Regions from separate parts of the Mus musculus genome. Here region 2 is linked to region 1. A link is a contact called in public Hi-C data. All regions are on one chromosome and are shown on one strand. Each heading gives the region's core, a stretch centred on a gene start, on an enhancer-like site or on the middle of the called end of the contact. The rest is flanking DNA. Distances are from core to core; before and after follow the strand shown.

Region 1 (7,681 bases), core at 1,328-3,827:
GTGTTGGAGATTCCATCCCCAAACTTACATGTTAGTGGTGTCTGGAAATGCAGTGTCTGGGAAGTGACTGGGTGTAAAGGAGATCGGGAAGGAGGCCTCCATGGTGACATCAGCAGAAGAGGAGAGGCCTGAACTTGAATGATGCTCCTCCTCCCATGTGATAACCTGTGTCGTGTTTGATGTAACTGAGGTCTTTGCCAAATGTCACTAGATGCCAAATGTCACCATGCTCTTGGACTTCCCTGACTCCAGAACCCTGAGCCAGATAAACTCTCTTCTTTATAAATTAGCCCCTGTTGGGCATTTTCTTATACTGGTAGGAAATGGCCTGAGATTTATGCTTGGACTACTATAGTGATTGTTGTAGAATAAGACACCCTCCATATGCCCCAGGCTCCTGGATGTCTTCTTAGGTACATTCAGCTTTTTGGCTTTTCTGAATGTGACCCTTTGCAAGACAGGGAGGAAATGCTCTGCTTTCTAAGTGGTAATGGCGAGTGTGTTGATTTCAGACAGGGCTCTTGGCCTCAGATCCTTCACAGCTGAGGCAGACAGTGCTTGCTGGAGGACTGTCCTAGGACTCTTTCCAGAAGCCACGTGCATCTCCAGAGTGACAGTCAGCAGTGTGACAGATGCTCTAGGGCCCTTGTGATACTCTCCTTGGGAGCCAGAAGCACTGGGTGAGAAAGCAGACACAGAAATGGGCCATTTCCTCAAAACAGAGGTGGCACAGTGGGGTTGTACTACATAAGGACATGAATAGCCTCTTAGAAAGAAGGACAGTTTTTAATTTCAGAATAATACATTTTAGCTGCAGAAAATGCGGACGATGCAGAAATACAGAAAGCAAAAAGCGTGCTGGCATCATCCTATTGTGGCAGCCAGAGACAACCATTCCCGGCTTTTCACTTTATAATCTGCTATGTCCGGTGCATATAAATAGATGTATTTTCTGTTTTCAACAAAAGGAGATTATGGCGCACACACTGTTTTGTGCTACCCTGTCTTCACTTAAGGACACAGGCTGACCATCTTTTCATATCATGCATACAATTTTACAGTACACCTTCCCCAGGCTGTTGATTGTGATGGTCTGATGGGGTTGCAATTGATGTGGTCTCTATCGTCCTTTAAACCACATACTTGTATCATGTAATTAATGCACGGCTTTTGTAGAGACTTAAAAGTGGGAATAATCACAATGCAGGGGGAAGGTGCTGATACCTCAGGTGTATCCTGCACGAGTTTTACAGAGACTGGTTTATCATTGCACGCATTATTTCATTACCTGCTCTTTTCACACAATATTACATTTGCACACAGACTTGTGCAATGCTGTCATGGATGGACATAGAATTCTATTGTATGAAAACGGAAAATACACACAGACACACACAGACACACACACACACACAGAGAGAGAGAGAGAGAGAGAGAGAGAGAGAGAGAGAGAGAGAGAGAGAGAGAGGTAGCCACCGATTAACTGACATTACAAGAAAAAGCAAAGGCAGCAATAAGCAACCTTCAAGCTAATTCTTTGTTTTTCAAGACAAAATTCTACTAGAGGTGGGTCAAAGGTGAGCAGAATGGATATGGAAGATGAAATTGCCCCATAACAAGCAATGCCACTTCAGGTCGCCCGGAAGCAGAAACGCCCAGATTCACCCGCTCCCTAACCCAGGTGCAAAAACAGTAATAATGAAGAGCCAATTTCATAGGTGAAATTGGGGGCTTGTTGTTTTAATTTGCATGTACTTGAATACTAATGAGTCTGAGTGTTTTTCCCAAATGCTTTTTGATATTTTCATTTCTTTCATCGAAAGTTGGGGGTTCATAATCCCTGTTCATTTTTCTATTTGTATGTTAATATTTTCTTGTTTCTTTAATGTGTTACAAATGTTAACCCTTTACCTGGGTACATACGGGAGCACTGAAATCATTTCCCCACACCCATTACCTCTTTTCTACTTGGCTTTTAATTTTCATTCTCTTTATTCCATTTGTTTAACCCTGAAGATACTTAAGGTGACAGTAAAGTCAAATATTGTGACTTTTGCTTTTGACATTATGACTAATCGTCTATCATCTATGTATCTATGTATCTATATAGTTATCATCTTTCTTCTATCATCTCTGTATCTATCATCTACCTTTCATCTATCTATCTGTCTGTCTATCTATCTATCTACCTATATACAGTATTGGGGGTCTCATGTGTATGATAGGCAAGTATTGCTCTATTGAATAACATCCTTAGTCTCTTAAATTTTTTTTCCCTTAGAGCTTAATGCTTTTTGGCTAGTTGATATTACTACATAGTGCCTCTTCTGTTCACTGTCCTGTTACCCAGGGGTGTCACAGGAGCATGTAGCTTGCCTTCTTATGCTCGGCACTGCTCTGTGGATGTCTGAGTTTTTCATCAGGGGTACATTGAAGATACAGGAGGATGAGTGAATCTGTCTCCAGTTGGCTTCTCAATTCTTCCTGTCCACTCCTGCCACACCTTCCTGTTCAGTTCTGTAGTACTCTTGCGGTGAAATTTCCTGTGGGCTATGGTATGCCACCATCCTATCTGGGCTAAAGCTGAGTGAGCCACATTAAGGCTTCTCCTTTTTGAGCAATGATAAGGCATGTGTCTGCCTTTACTCAAGCCTTTTGAAGGATCTCTCTGAAAACTTTTGTAGTTAAAACGAAAGTTAAAAATTTCCTAGTCAGAATTATACTGGGGGCAGAGAACAGGGTCTATGCCCCTTTGAACTTTTGGTGGCTGTTACTTCTTTTCTTTTGCCCTTTAAATTTTTTTCTTTTCTTTTCTTTTCTTTTCTTTTCTTTTCTTTTCTTTTCTTTTCTTTTCTTTTCTTTTCTTTTCTTTTCTTTTCCTTTCCTTTCCTTTCCTTTCTCTTCTTTTCTTCTCTTCCCTTTTCTTTCCTTTTCTTTCTCTTCCTTTCTCTCCTTTCTTTCTTCTCTCTCTCTCTCTCTCTCTCTCTCTCTCTCTCTCTCTCTCTCTCTCTCTCCCTCTCCCTCTCTCTCTCTCTCTCTCTTTCAAGACAAGGTTTCTCTATGTAGCTTTGGCTGTCCTGGAATTCCCTCTGTAGACCAGGTTAGCCTCAAACTCAGAGATATGCCTACCTCTGCCTCCCAAGTGCTGGGATTAAAAGCATGTGGCTTTTAAATTTTTCAAATTTTTTTATTTATATATCCTGACAGTTTATTTTGAATACTTGACTAGTTTATTCCTGAGTTGTCATGAAGAAAGGCTGACATGTCAGATTCCAAGTTTCACACCTAAGCATATATGACTATGAGCTTGTGCATGCATACAATGCCATTAATAACATATTTACATTCTTTGTTAATTTCTTTTGTCTCCTCGTACCATCAAGAGCTTGAAAAATAAATTGTAGTTCACTCGCTTCAGAGCTAGAGAAGTGACTCAGCAGTTAAGAGCAATTATTTCTCTTACAAAGAACCTGAGTTTAGTTCCCATCTCCCATGTATGCCATCTCCTAACCTCTTATACCTGCAGCTCCAGGGATCTGCAAGCCTCTAGTGTCCTGTATGGACACTGCATTCATGTGCACATACATACATGGGCATATACACATGAACAAAAATAAACCTAAAAAAAAGCTTCACTTTCTTTTAGAATGTATTATAATTTGGTACATAAGATCTCATGACCATTTGTGCCTCCTGCCCTGTGGGATGCTCTCTGTCATATGCTACTGAACCTCAAGTGAGCACTTGACCCACAGGCTCCTTCTGATTTTTTATGCTGGTGTGTTTCTATCTTTTATAACTTTGCATTAGAAGGATCTTATATGAATGGTACTTACTCCGTTATCGTCTGACTCCTCATGGAACGATTGGCTCTTTCGTTAGGTGGTTATTGTAAAACAGTGTGTCAGGCACTTACTGTAATTAATAGTCCCACTCTTCATCTGCCTCCTCACTCCGGGTTTCTTCTTTCCCTACGGCAGATTCTATGGTTGTCTTTTTGTCTTTAAATTTTTTTTAAAGTTATTTTATTATTCAGTGGGTATATTTCCTGCTTGCTTCTATATGTATTCACAGTGCCTGTAGAGGTCAGAAAAGGGTGTCCATCCCCTGGAACTGTAGCTACAGGAGGTTGTGAGCTGTCATGAGAGTGGCTAGGAATAGAACTCAGGTCCTCTGGAAGAGGAGCAGCCTGTGCTCCTAACCACTGAGCCATCTCCCCATCCTCTTGGCTTGTGATGGATCTCAGAGTGTAGCAAGGTGTGTGTATTTATCCCTTCAGATTCCCACTTTAGACCTTGTGCTTCTATTTTCCATAGCCGAGAACAAAACACAGTTTTTTGGAGGCCTCCTATTGAAGATTCCTACTAGGGTATGTCCTGATTGAGATAGACTGTACCTTCTTCTGCTTGGGACACATTGGCTCCCTTCTATGCCCAGAGGTGTGCTGGCCTCTGATAGGGATGGTACCAACTCCTGACAGATGGACCCCTGTCTCCTGGGAACACTTATTGACAAGCTATACTCCAATGCAACCAGTTATTTGATGGTCCTAATGGTAAATTGGGACACACGAGGTTGCATCAAAGGGACCTTTTTGTTATTATATTGGTGTAGACAGGATCAGAGAAAATCTCAAGGGTCACTGAAATACCCAGAAATCAGCAGCTGTTGTCACCTCCAGGGCTGAAGGGGGCAGGGGAAAGACAGTGCTGACCCAGTGGAGGGACAGGCTTGCTCCAAGAGAATGACAGCAGCTATAGGGGATCAGGAGGAGGGAGCTAGGACGGGAGAGTGTCTCATGACTCTTCTTAGGGAGACATGAACAAATAAATGAGTCTTCACCCCAGACAGGACACCAGTAACCAACCAAAGAGAGGATTCCATACAGATCTATTTTGCTGAGTCATGGAGTTTATTGGGGTCACTCACGGGGTGTGACTGAGGATTTACTTACAGGGGTATAGATGAAGGGCTACTTTTGAGAGCGTGGCTGACTCAAAGCTCACCCCGGCATGGGTAGGAGCTCATGAGCTCCCAGCCCAGCCTGTAGGTGGCTCCTCTGAGAATCTCCCCTTCCCAGCCATAGTTAGCTATCTTAGGACTCTTATAAGTTGGAGATTCCTTCACCAAATCCTAGAGACTATCTCTTGGTGGAAATGTTTCAGTTCCACTAATCAGCTACATGACAGAGGGGAAGAAAGATTCCCATGATTTTTTTTTCCCTTGCTCTGCTCCGTGCCAGCTCTGGAACTGGACTTCAGTATCGTGGGGAAGCCAAACTGATCTGTGGTCCACAGAGTCAAATGGTCATCCTTGGGGGCACAGGTAGGCATCGAGAAGGATGGAGAGAAGCCAGCCAAGGGTAGCTTCAGAAAGCTGAGGAATGACAGTCTTTTGTTTCTGCCTTTTCCTGTGTCATGTGGTGGTGGAGGGATGTCTGCTGTAGCTCCCAGCTTCCCTACATTCATGTGACAACATCCAGCCATAGAGAGTAGAGGTGGAAGTACTATAGCCTCCCTCCCTGAGTCACCCTGCCTTGTGCTGCTAACTTAGCAGGCCACATGACAGGTCCACTGACCAACCAGGAGTGAAGGTGACAGATGGCTCCACCTGCTTCAGGCTGTCACAGTTCATGCCTTTGTTGGATATACCAGGTTCTTTTGCCTACCCCTGTCTGGTTCATGCCTCAAGAGTGTCATGGGGCTGGTTAGCCTCAGTCCTTCTCCAGCTTCATCTGCCTACAGGATCTGAAATATCTGGTCACTCCCTGAGTCTTTAGAAATGCATTCCTGCCCCTAGCCTTTGCTACAAATCAGATGTAGAACCCTTGAAGCACCGCGAGAGCCTCTTCTCTTCTATCACTGCTATTATTCCCAGCCACAGCTCTGGGGCAACACTGCAACGAGGGATAGAAGCTTAGAATCTGTTCCTCAGCTTGGATGCTGTGGAGACACGTGGTGTGGACAGGCAGTGCTGCTCCTCATGGTGTGGAAGTGTTTTCCTAGGCAGGGACTACAGGTACGCACACACATGTACACACGCATGCATGTGGACCCTACCTTTTGAAAAAACATGCTTTCTTAGCTTCCGAGAGGCCTCCTCCCCACCCTCCTTCTCTGGTTTCTTTCATCTCCTTGACCTTCTATTGAGAGCCTCAGGGCTTGTGCAGAGCCCTCTCTTGTACCTGTTATGGGGTTATCTCAGCATCAGGACCTCCTAGAAACCAACAGCTTCCACTTTTAAGTGCTTTACATATGCTCCAGCGCCAACCTATCACAGGAACCTTCTCTTGCTGCTGTAACAAACAGGCTAATGGGCCTCAGCAATGCCAGTTTACCTTTCCTCGGTGCTCCAGGTTGGTCATCCCAGAGTCAAGGTTTCCAAGACACTCTGGAAAGGATGAGGAATCCATTTCTCAAAGCTCCATGTCTCCTGGCTAATAGACTCTTCTATTCTTCAGATTCCGGTGTCATCTTTTAGGGGGTCACAAGCCAGACAGAAGTGGCTAAGAGAACCTGGCATGCCCAGCAGAGGTAATGGATTATAACTGCCAATGGCCCTCAGAGTCATCTACCATCAATGCCCTTGGAGTGTTGTGACTGTTCCTCCTACCTCCTGCAGTGTCTTGGGGATGACATGAGGGTCCACCTGGGTCACCCAGAACCACCTCTCTACCTAAGGGTCCTTTTAGTAACCATATGGAACCTCCCCCCGCTTTTTTTTTTTTTTTGACTTGCAACATGTCTGGGGGATTGGGATATGGACATCTGTAAGGACCATAGGCAGACCAGACAAACAGAACTCTAGCCTTGCCTCCCCCCCAGCACTTCCTGCAGGCTCACTGCCTCAGACTTCAGTCATGGTCAGCTTTGCTCCCTTTCCCCTCATCTTCTCATGAAAATCCTCTGGAAGAACCTGGTGACTCTCTTCTGAACCATGCCTACGTCTCCCACCTGCTGCCCAGTTGTGAATGTCTCATTCAATGGCAGACCCTCAGCAGGGCCTGTCCAGCCTAGGCTGATGCCCTCTTTGTCTTACTGGTCTTATAGTTGGCACGCCCCCTCCCTTGCAGGGTGCATGGAAGCCCTCTTGCATCTCTTTGCCCTGGCTGTGCACACCCCAGGTGCCTCCCCTGCCCTCTCCAGGTCTCCTCTCCTGGAATTCAGTTCCTTCATCTGGCTCCCACTGCTTTCTGGTCCCAGTGTGATGGGCTGTAGGGCTAGTGAGCTTCTTACCTGTGTAGCTCAAGTGGCTACAGTCTGGCCTCACCCTAGACTGCAGGCATCACTGGCTGATCAAGTGAACGTGAGGCAGAAGTCAGCGGGAGCTCAGCAGTGCCGGGAGGAGGATGCGGCTGTCCCTTAGGTATGAGATTGGCCTAGGCTCCAGGTTGTTTCCCTTTAGTGGGGGTGGGGATTGGATGTAGAAAGCCTGGAGGTAGGAAAGGGGTGCAATAGGAGGCTGAACCAGGCAAAAGGACCATGTGTACACACTACAGAGCTCTGATGTCAGGGCCTGACTCTTGACTATGAGGAAGAGGGATTTGACCGTGAGGAATGCTGTGTTTCACTTGGGCTGTGTTTGTGAGCGTTGTGTGACTACGTGAGTATGTGTTCTGAAGAAAGTTCTGGTCACTCTTTATGTGTATGATCATGAGCTTTTGGGAGTGTCTGGGGTGTCA
Region 2 (7,681 bases), core at 1,757-4,256, 360 kb before region 1:
GTAGCTCCCTTGGATCTTCCAATGAATGGGGCCTGAGATTTCTTGCCTTCAGCCTTCCCTCCCTGGCCTTCTGGCTCCCAAGTCTCTTGGGTCACTTTCTCATTCTATAGGCTCTCCCTAACCAGGTCTGCTAATGATAAACATCATAAGTAAGGAAGAAAAGACCTTTAGGGGGTCTCAACACCAGACAGGAAACTGTCTCCAAGCTGACTCCAAAAGCGAGATCAACTACCTGCTCATACTGCCCAGAAAGGGAGTAGCAAGGGACCAATGCACAGCCATCACATGCCTTCGGCTGAGCTGCTAGGGAGTGCTCCCCATCAGCCTGTTAGAGATCACCAGAGCTTGGGATGGCAGAAAGGTCTCCTGGAACTATGGAAGCAGTGGGCTGGGGCCAGTGCCTTCTGAGCCAAGCTCCAGCAGCCAGTAGCTGTGGAGACTTCAAAGCAATGGGACTGACTTAGAGGCAGTCTGGAGAGTCTGCAGGCCCAGAGTTCTCCACTACAGGAAGCCAAGAACATGGAAAAGGTCTAACAGCTGCCCACCCCCACGACATCTTAGCTCACTTATGTTAAAAAATAAACATTAAAAGTGGTGCTTAGATTAAGTCCTACCGTTGCTATTAACAGCACTTTACCGATACTCACAGTGTTGCTCTAACCAAATGCTCATGGCAGAGTAGGGTCACTTTACAGGTGTGTCACCTGCAGGGCATTGGGGGACAATATGGGACCCTTTCCAGCTCACAGACCCTGCCCTAGTTCAAATGAAATACAATAGTGGAAAGGCTGGTGATCCTAGCAACCTGAGGGATGCTGTTTGCATGGCTTCTGCCTCAGCTCCCTCTTCTGTCTGCATGCTGCCACTATTGGTGGGTGTGTCCATCCAAGCTGCACAGAAGAGCTACCTACAGAGAGGCCACAGGAAAAAGAGCAGATGACACACAGCTGAGCTATGGAACGGACCTCAGGCTCCATCAACAAAGGAGTGGACACAGAAAATGTGGGCGTAAACACACAGTGGAGTTTTCCTCAGCCAAACAGTGTAGGAAAGTGGATGCAGCTGGACACTATCGCTTAAAGCAGATTAACTCCGTCTCAAAAGGACAAACATCAAGTGTTCCCTACACTGGTGAGTTCCACACATGAAATCTACAAACACGTAAAATCACATGTGAGAATAGACATGAAACTGTCAACATGAAGAAAGGGGGCTGATGGGAGAGGGAGGAAGGGGAGAGTCAGGGGGTGGGGGTATGCTCAAAGTGCATATATACTTGTGAGAAGATGGCTTCATGTAACACTGAATAAAATAATAAATAGATAATAAAATTTTAAATAGGGGCTGGAGAGATGGCTCAGAGGTTAAGGGTGCTTGTGGTTCTTCAGAGGACTCGGGTTCAGTTCCCAGCACCTACATTAGGTAGTTCATCCCCTCCTGTAACTCCAGTTCCAAGGGATCCAATACCTTCTTCGGGCCTCCGTTAGCACTGCACACATGTGGTACACAGGCAAAAACAATAAATATATCTTTAAAAAGCAATAGATTTATTTTAAAAATCAATATCCTTCACTGAGTCTGAGTAGCAGAAAAGACAAGAGATTTTGCTTCAAGGAGTAAATGCTTCAAGTTTGGGGTCTGAAGTAGATTCTAGAATGTAATAGAGGCTAAGGCTGGGACTGGGAAATTATATGTAAATGATTACATATCCAGTGAACAGACTTGTGTAAATGGCTACACAGATGTATCAATTTTACACAGTGAATAAAAAAGACACCAAGAGACCAACAGTGTCTTTGAGGTTATGTCCCTCTTGCTTCTGCCCAAGCAGCTTTCAGGCTGTGACAGAGCGAAGCATACCTGTCTCATTTTATAGAGATGACTGTCTCAGGGACACAGCCTCGAAGGGACAAAGCTGGCTGCAGACCTAAGCAAGATTACTCATGGTTCCTTTGCAGCCTGCCTCCTTCTCTTCTCCTCCCATCCCCTGAAAAATGGCTCCATCAACCTGGCTCAGCACGTTGGCCTCTCAGGTCTGGTTCTTACTTGCAGGAATCATTCTGCCCACAAGAATTTATTCAGTACCTCCGTGGCCAAAGTCCTGTCTACTGCTAAAGACATAGAGTGATAGTTACTGGCCCTGGAACTGCCTTCCTCAGGAGCCAGTATCTAGAGACAGCCAGAAATTGAGAGCAACTTAGGAGACCACTAATTGTCTGTTATTAAAGACCGGTGGCGTTGTTTATGCGTATTTCTTGAGTTATTTGTGCTTCTTGTCCTGAGACGTGATGTATGGAACAGGTAAGGAGAATTTGCTGAGAGACTGCAATGTGTTCCTTGCCTGCTCTCATCCTTTTTCTTCTTTTTAAACAGCTATAGGAATTAGTGTCTAAATAAAATCAACCAACAGGAAAGTGAGCACAGTGCTGCTTTATAACTCTGACAGATGACGGTAACGGACCGCAAACCTGTAGCACAGAAAACCTATAAAACAGGCCTCAAAGCACAGCGCTTTTGTCAAGTTAGAATGAAGGATGTTCTGGGCTCCGGGGGAACTTAGCAGCCAGGAGCGAGGGAGAGTTCCTCAGGTCTTGTGAGCAAGATGTTTATAGCCTGCAAGACTGAAAATCTGAGTTCCAGAGATGTGGAGGCTGAGTGCAGAGGAAGAGCTCGAGGTTGCTTCATGTATAAGCTCCGTGGGGTTTTGATAGCCCTGCACTCACCAGGTCACTGGAACACAAGATGACTGGAGGCTTTCTTCTTTTTCTTCCCCCCTCCCTCCTTTCCTTCTGACAGCTGGACAATCAGGGCTTTTCTTGCCAAAAGCAAAATGAAGAGGACTGGGAAGTCTGAAAAGTAGGCTTCTGTGTCTGGTCCAGTCCCACTTACTGATGCATAGACCCCATGGTTCCGCAAGGTTAGCACAATAACACTGTCTAGGGATGACTCTCTGCCAGTCACCACACTCACCATGGTCCCTATCAGTTCTTTACCAGCCTTGCTTTCCCTTTCAACCACTTCTGCATTGCGCAACTGATTTCATTTCCTGACTTAACCCAGAGTCTCTGAGTCTCACATCCTACAGATTCTGACACATCTTGACTCTCTCCTCTTCCTCTGCCTTCCACCAGAAAAGATACCTCCACTTTGCTTCGATTCCTAAGGATCTACTCACCCTCCAAGTCTTACCAAGCCAACCTGTCCAGAAGTGCTGGAACAGGGAAGTAGAGGAGGGTTGGAAGAAGTGTGGTAGGGTTACAGCGCTTAGACACAGTCCTGCGGGAACCTCTGCTCAGCATGCAAAGCTATAGGTGCTGCTAGCTGCTCAGATCTGTTTGCAAATCTATGAGCTGGTTTAAGAATCTGAGCATTAGTCTTTCTAGTGCCACTGTGGAACAGCCGCCAGAGTCAGTCAACAGGGACGTGTTGCTCAGGAATCAGACCTAATATAAAGAACAGGAATCTTGAATTCAAATAACGAATGTCTGCAGAACGCTGCCCAAGGATACTGACTTCATAAAAATACAAATAGAAAAATCTTGATTCCTTAACTAGGAAAATGGCTTATCAGGCAGATGGAGAAGTGGAACGAATACAGCCAGGGATCAAGATGGTGACTTGACAATTTGCTGAGGAATTATGCCAGAACAGAACATTAAAAAAAAAAAAATGGAGGCACTGGAGAGATGGCTCAGTGGTTACCAGCACTGACTGCTCTTGGTTCCTGGCATCCGCATGGTGGCTCACAACCATCTGTAATTCCAGTTCTAGGGAATCTTATGTCTTCTGGTCTTTGCAGGTACCAGGCTAGGCGCATACACACATACATATATGCAGGCAAAACACTCATACACAGAAATCTTTTTTTCTTTTTAAAAAAGTATGAAGAAACAAAAACACGGGGGTGGGGGGCTGCTGAGTCAATGGCAGAGTGCTTACCCAGCATGTGTGAAGCTACGGGCTCTATTCAAGGGCCACAGCAAACGACCTAGTAATCAGAAAGGGCCAGCACATGCCTGTAATCCCAGGGCTCAGGAGGCTGAATAAGGATGGTCACATGAGCTCATGTGTTTGATGCCAACCTGGGTAACATATTGAGGTCCCATGTCTGAAAGGGAGGGAAAGAGCATAGGCGAGAGAAAAATGGAAAATATCAGGACACTGAGTTCTAGAAAGAGAGAGCAGACAGAAGGAAGAAAATTATTGCCCAAGAAATCATAAAAGCAATTCTCTCCAGCACAAGAAGGTGTGAGTTCTGGGACTGACAGGATCCTCAGGGCAGTATCCTCAGAGTTCAGAGTGAAAATCACTTGGAACCTGTAATTACAGACTCGGCCCATTATAAAGCCCATTATCACTCAGAATAAAGACCTTTCAGGCATGAAAGGAGCCTTGCATTTTTGTACTCACACATTCTTCCCTAAGATAGATAATAGAAGGCTTCTGAAGCAAGAAGAAATGTGAAGATGCACAGAAGGGGATGCAAGAAACACTGATGACCAGATACAACAGCACAAGTTGTCAGAATAAGTGTGGCGGGGCTGGGGGGTAGTTCAGTAGTAGAGCACTCAGCATGCAGGAAGCCCTGGTTCAAACCCCAGTAGTGGGGGGAAAAACTTGAGTTTAATATTTTAAGATTTATTTTTAATTATGTGGATGATTGTGTGTGCATATACGTGGAGTGGCCTTGGAGGCCAGGAGAGGGTGTGAGATTCTCTGGAGCTGGAGTTATGAGGTACCAGATGTAGTTGCTGGGAGGTGAACCCATTCCTCTGGAATGCAGCTAGTATTCTGAAATGATGGGCCATCTCTCCAGGCCACGTGTTAATTACTTAAAAGTATGAAGTTTTAAGCAACAGTGTAGGCACTGTCTAGGGAAGCTAACAGTGCCACTAATGCTAGCTGCATGTGCACTCCTCCCCCAAGCAAGTCTCCTGGGTGTGGCTCCAAAAAGAATGCACAGGTGCCAGCACCCAAAGGGTAGAGTCTAAAATATCATGTACAATACCCCACAGTCAGGCACCCACACGTGTTCATCAATAGTACAGCAGAAAACCCATCAAACAGTTGGAGCAGAGACCACCTCCCACGGCAGGCCAAGTAGAGCTGCCTCACATCTGTGAGGAAGTAAGAGTGTGCTCTCTTGACTCTTGGGCCAACACAGCCACAGAATTGCTTCAAATATAAGCTTATCTATTTTAAAAAAAAAGCAACCCCCCTGAAAATGTGCTATGTTAAACTGTAATAAAAGGGAAAAAGAGACAACTAAGAAGCATAGTCAGTGCTGGATGGAGATACAGCTTAGGAGTGGTAGAGCACTTGCCTGGGATGCAGACTGTTAGATGGATTCCCAGCATCACACAAAACAAATACATTAAATAAATTAAAAGCACAGTAAATAGAAAATGGAAGTCTCATGAACAACATCAATAATATCAGCCATCACAATATATATGAATGGACTAAATTTGTTCATTAGAAGAAAAATATGTTGCTTGAATAAAAACACATCTAGTTACATGTATGTTATAAACTTTGGCACGTCTACCAAAGCTGTAATGAAAATGATGAAGATTGTAATAAAAACAAAGAGCAGGTGTAAATAGAATATAAAACAGAGGAGAGTACCAATGGTTATCCGGGGGACAAGGTTGTTTATCTGAAACATTGCTTAAGGATCTATATTTCTTCAGTCTGGACTTATTTCCTACCCTCCTGCATGCTCTGTGTACACAGAGACCTACATTTCATCTTTATCTTTTTTTAATTTTTATTTTGGGTAGAGGTGTGCTGATTAGTTTTAACTGTGAACTTAATATAATCTAGGATCACCTGGAAAGAGTCTTAAATGAGGAATTAATCTAGGTCAGATTGGTCTGCAAGCACACTACTCAGAGACTGTCTTAATTGGTAATTAATATAGTAAGACCCAGCTCACTACGGGTGGTACCATTCCCTAGGCAAGGGCTCCTGAACAGGATAAGAGAGGAAAGAGGTAGCTGAAAGCAAGCAAGATTATATGCATTCATTCTCTTTGCTCCTGACTGTGGATGTGATGTCACAAGCTGATTGAGTTTCTGCTTTGACCTTCCCCTCCCACCCCAAAAAATGGACTGCAACTTGGAACTGTAAACCAAGTAAACTCTTTCCTCTCCATGTTGCTTTCTGCTGAGAGTACTTATCAAAACAATAGAAATAAGACTAGAACATGAGGGTTTGAGACAAGGTCTCATGTAGTCCAGGCTGGCTTTGAACCCAATCCTCTAGCCTCTGCCCTCTGCCTCCTGAATGCTTCGATTATATATGAGCTTCTTCTGGCTTGTTCATCATTAGCGGAATTGCCTCTTCTTCCTATGTTCACCTAAGTCAGGGGGCCCTTCTGTCTTTTTCTTTAATTTTACGTATTTGTTACCTTCTTTGTGCCAAGAGATTTCTATGAAAATGAGCGCTCTCCTTTTTGTGTTTTCTTGTCTTTTTTTCTTTTTTCCAACTAAGGGAAAAATAAAACAACACAATTTTTAAATGTCTTTAATTGAATGCACTTCTTGGTCTTAATTTTAACTTGTCAAACAGATCATTTTACAGTATTGTCTTTTAAGGTAAGTTTTGATTGGTTTACTTTTTAAGAATTGGCAAACTTAGTTCTGCAGCATACTGAAAGACATTTTAGAAATGCAAGTGTGTGCTAAATTTTAGAAAAATCTACCAACTTAAATCGTTCTTTTACTAGAGTCCAAGAAGAACTACATAATTTCTTTGGAGTACAAAAATATCTTAGAAAATATTCATATATATATATACATATACTTTCATATTTTCTGAAAAGCTTCAAACAACACACTTAGTAAAATGGTTGGAATCTAGACCATGACAACCCCAGACGCTGGTGAGGATGTGGAGTGACAGAAAGTGTCACTCAGTGGGAAGGTGAAACAGGAAGGCAGGCTGGCAGCCTGTTTCAAGACTAAGCACACAGTTACCATTTATGATCTAACGATGAATTCATTGCTTTTACCAAGATGAGATGACAACTTGAATCTACATTTAAAAATGTACACACAAATGCTCACAGATACCTCATAAGTGCCAAGACAGGAGGCGACCAAGAAGACCTCCAGTAAGGAAATGGTTAAAAAAACTGTGTCACATCCAAACAATGGAATATCTTTACAGCTCCAAAAACAAATGAGCTACAAACCAATGAAAAGACATGGAAGAATCTTAAATGCATGAGTTTATGGAAGAAGCCAACTTTAAAAGGTTGCTTACAAGATGATTCTGACTGTGTGACATACTGTGAAAGAGAAAATGTGTGAGACAGTATAAGGACCTGTTCTGCCCAGGGCTTGTGGAACAGGTGACACACAGAGAAGTCTTTGGACAGTGACATCATTCTGTGATACTGTAATGATCTACATATAATTACACATTTGTCCAAAGCTGTAGAATGCTCCCCACCCTGAGTACCCTCGCTTACTGTGGATTTTGGGTGACAGCAATGTGTCCAGTATGAGTTCTTCAGTTGCATCAAACTCACCTATATCAGTGATGGGGACCATGTTGGTGGCAAGGTGTGTGTGTGTGTGTGTGTTTGGGGGATGGGGGGGAATCCAGTAGATTGAACATCTCACACCTCTGTATCTTTCAATTTTGCTGCAAATCTAAAACTACTCTACAAATA

What was found. Hi-C and Micro-C count contacts between places; a contact is called where the count stands out from the background.
Region 2: a contact with region 1 is called in a Hi-C map of pre-megakaryocyte-erythroid progenitors, with 4 times the contacts expected there. The contact joins two enhancer-like sites. A contact is called at or near these places in 3 of 484 Hi-C or Micro-C datasets (LSK cells, neural progenitor cells and pre-megakaryocyte-erythroid progenitors), 2 of 115 datasets of contacts at active chromatin or transcription factors (bone marrow-derived dendritic cells and bone marrow-derived macrophages) and 1 of 9 other capture datasets (embryonic stem cells).

Annotation. Positions count from the first base shown.
Region 1 is chr6:89,260,382-89,268,062 of GRCm38.p6, reverse strand. No RefSeq gene overlaps it. Among named protein-coding and RNA genes, the nearest start is that of Gm36735, 9.3 kb to the left of the region's middle. Within about 2 kb of position 2,577, at least 16 of the 459 cell types and tissues checked have an H3K27ac peak or open chromatin away from gene starts, as enhancers often do. A contact at or near this core is called in bone marrow-derived macrophages and pre-megakaryocyte-erythroid progenitors, where this site is marked.
Region 2 is chr6:89,623,571-89,631,251 of GRCm38.p6, reverse strand. No RefSeq gene overlaps it. Among named protein-coding and RNA genes, the nearest start is that of Txnrd3, 17 kb to the left of the region's middle. Within about 2 kb of position 3,006, at least 15 of the 459 cell types and tissues checked have an H3K27ac peak or open chromatin away from gene starts, as enhancers often do. A contact at or near this core is called in bone marrow-derived macrophages and pre-megakaryocyte-erythroid progenitors, where this site is marked.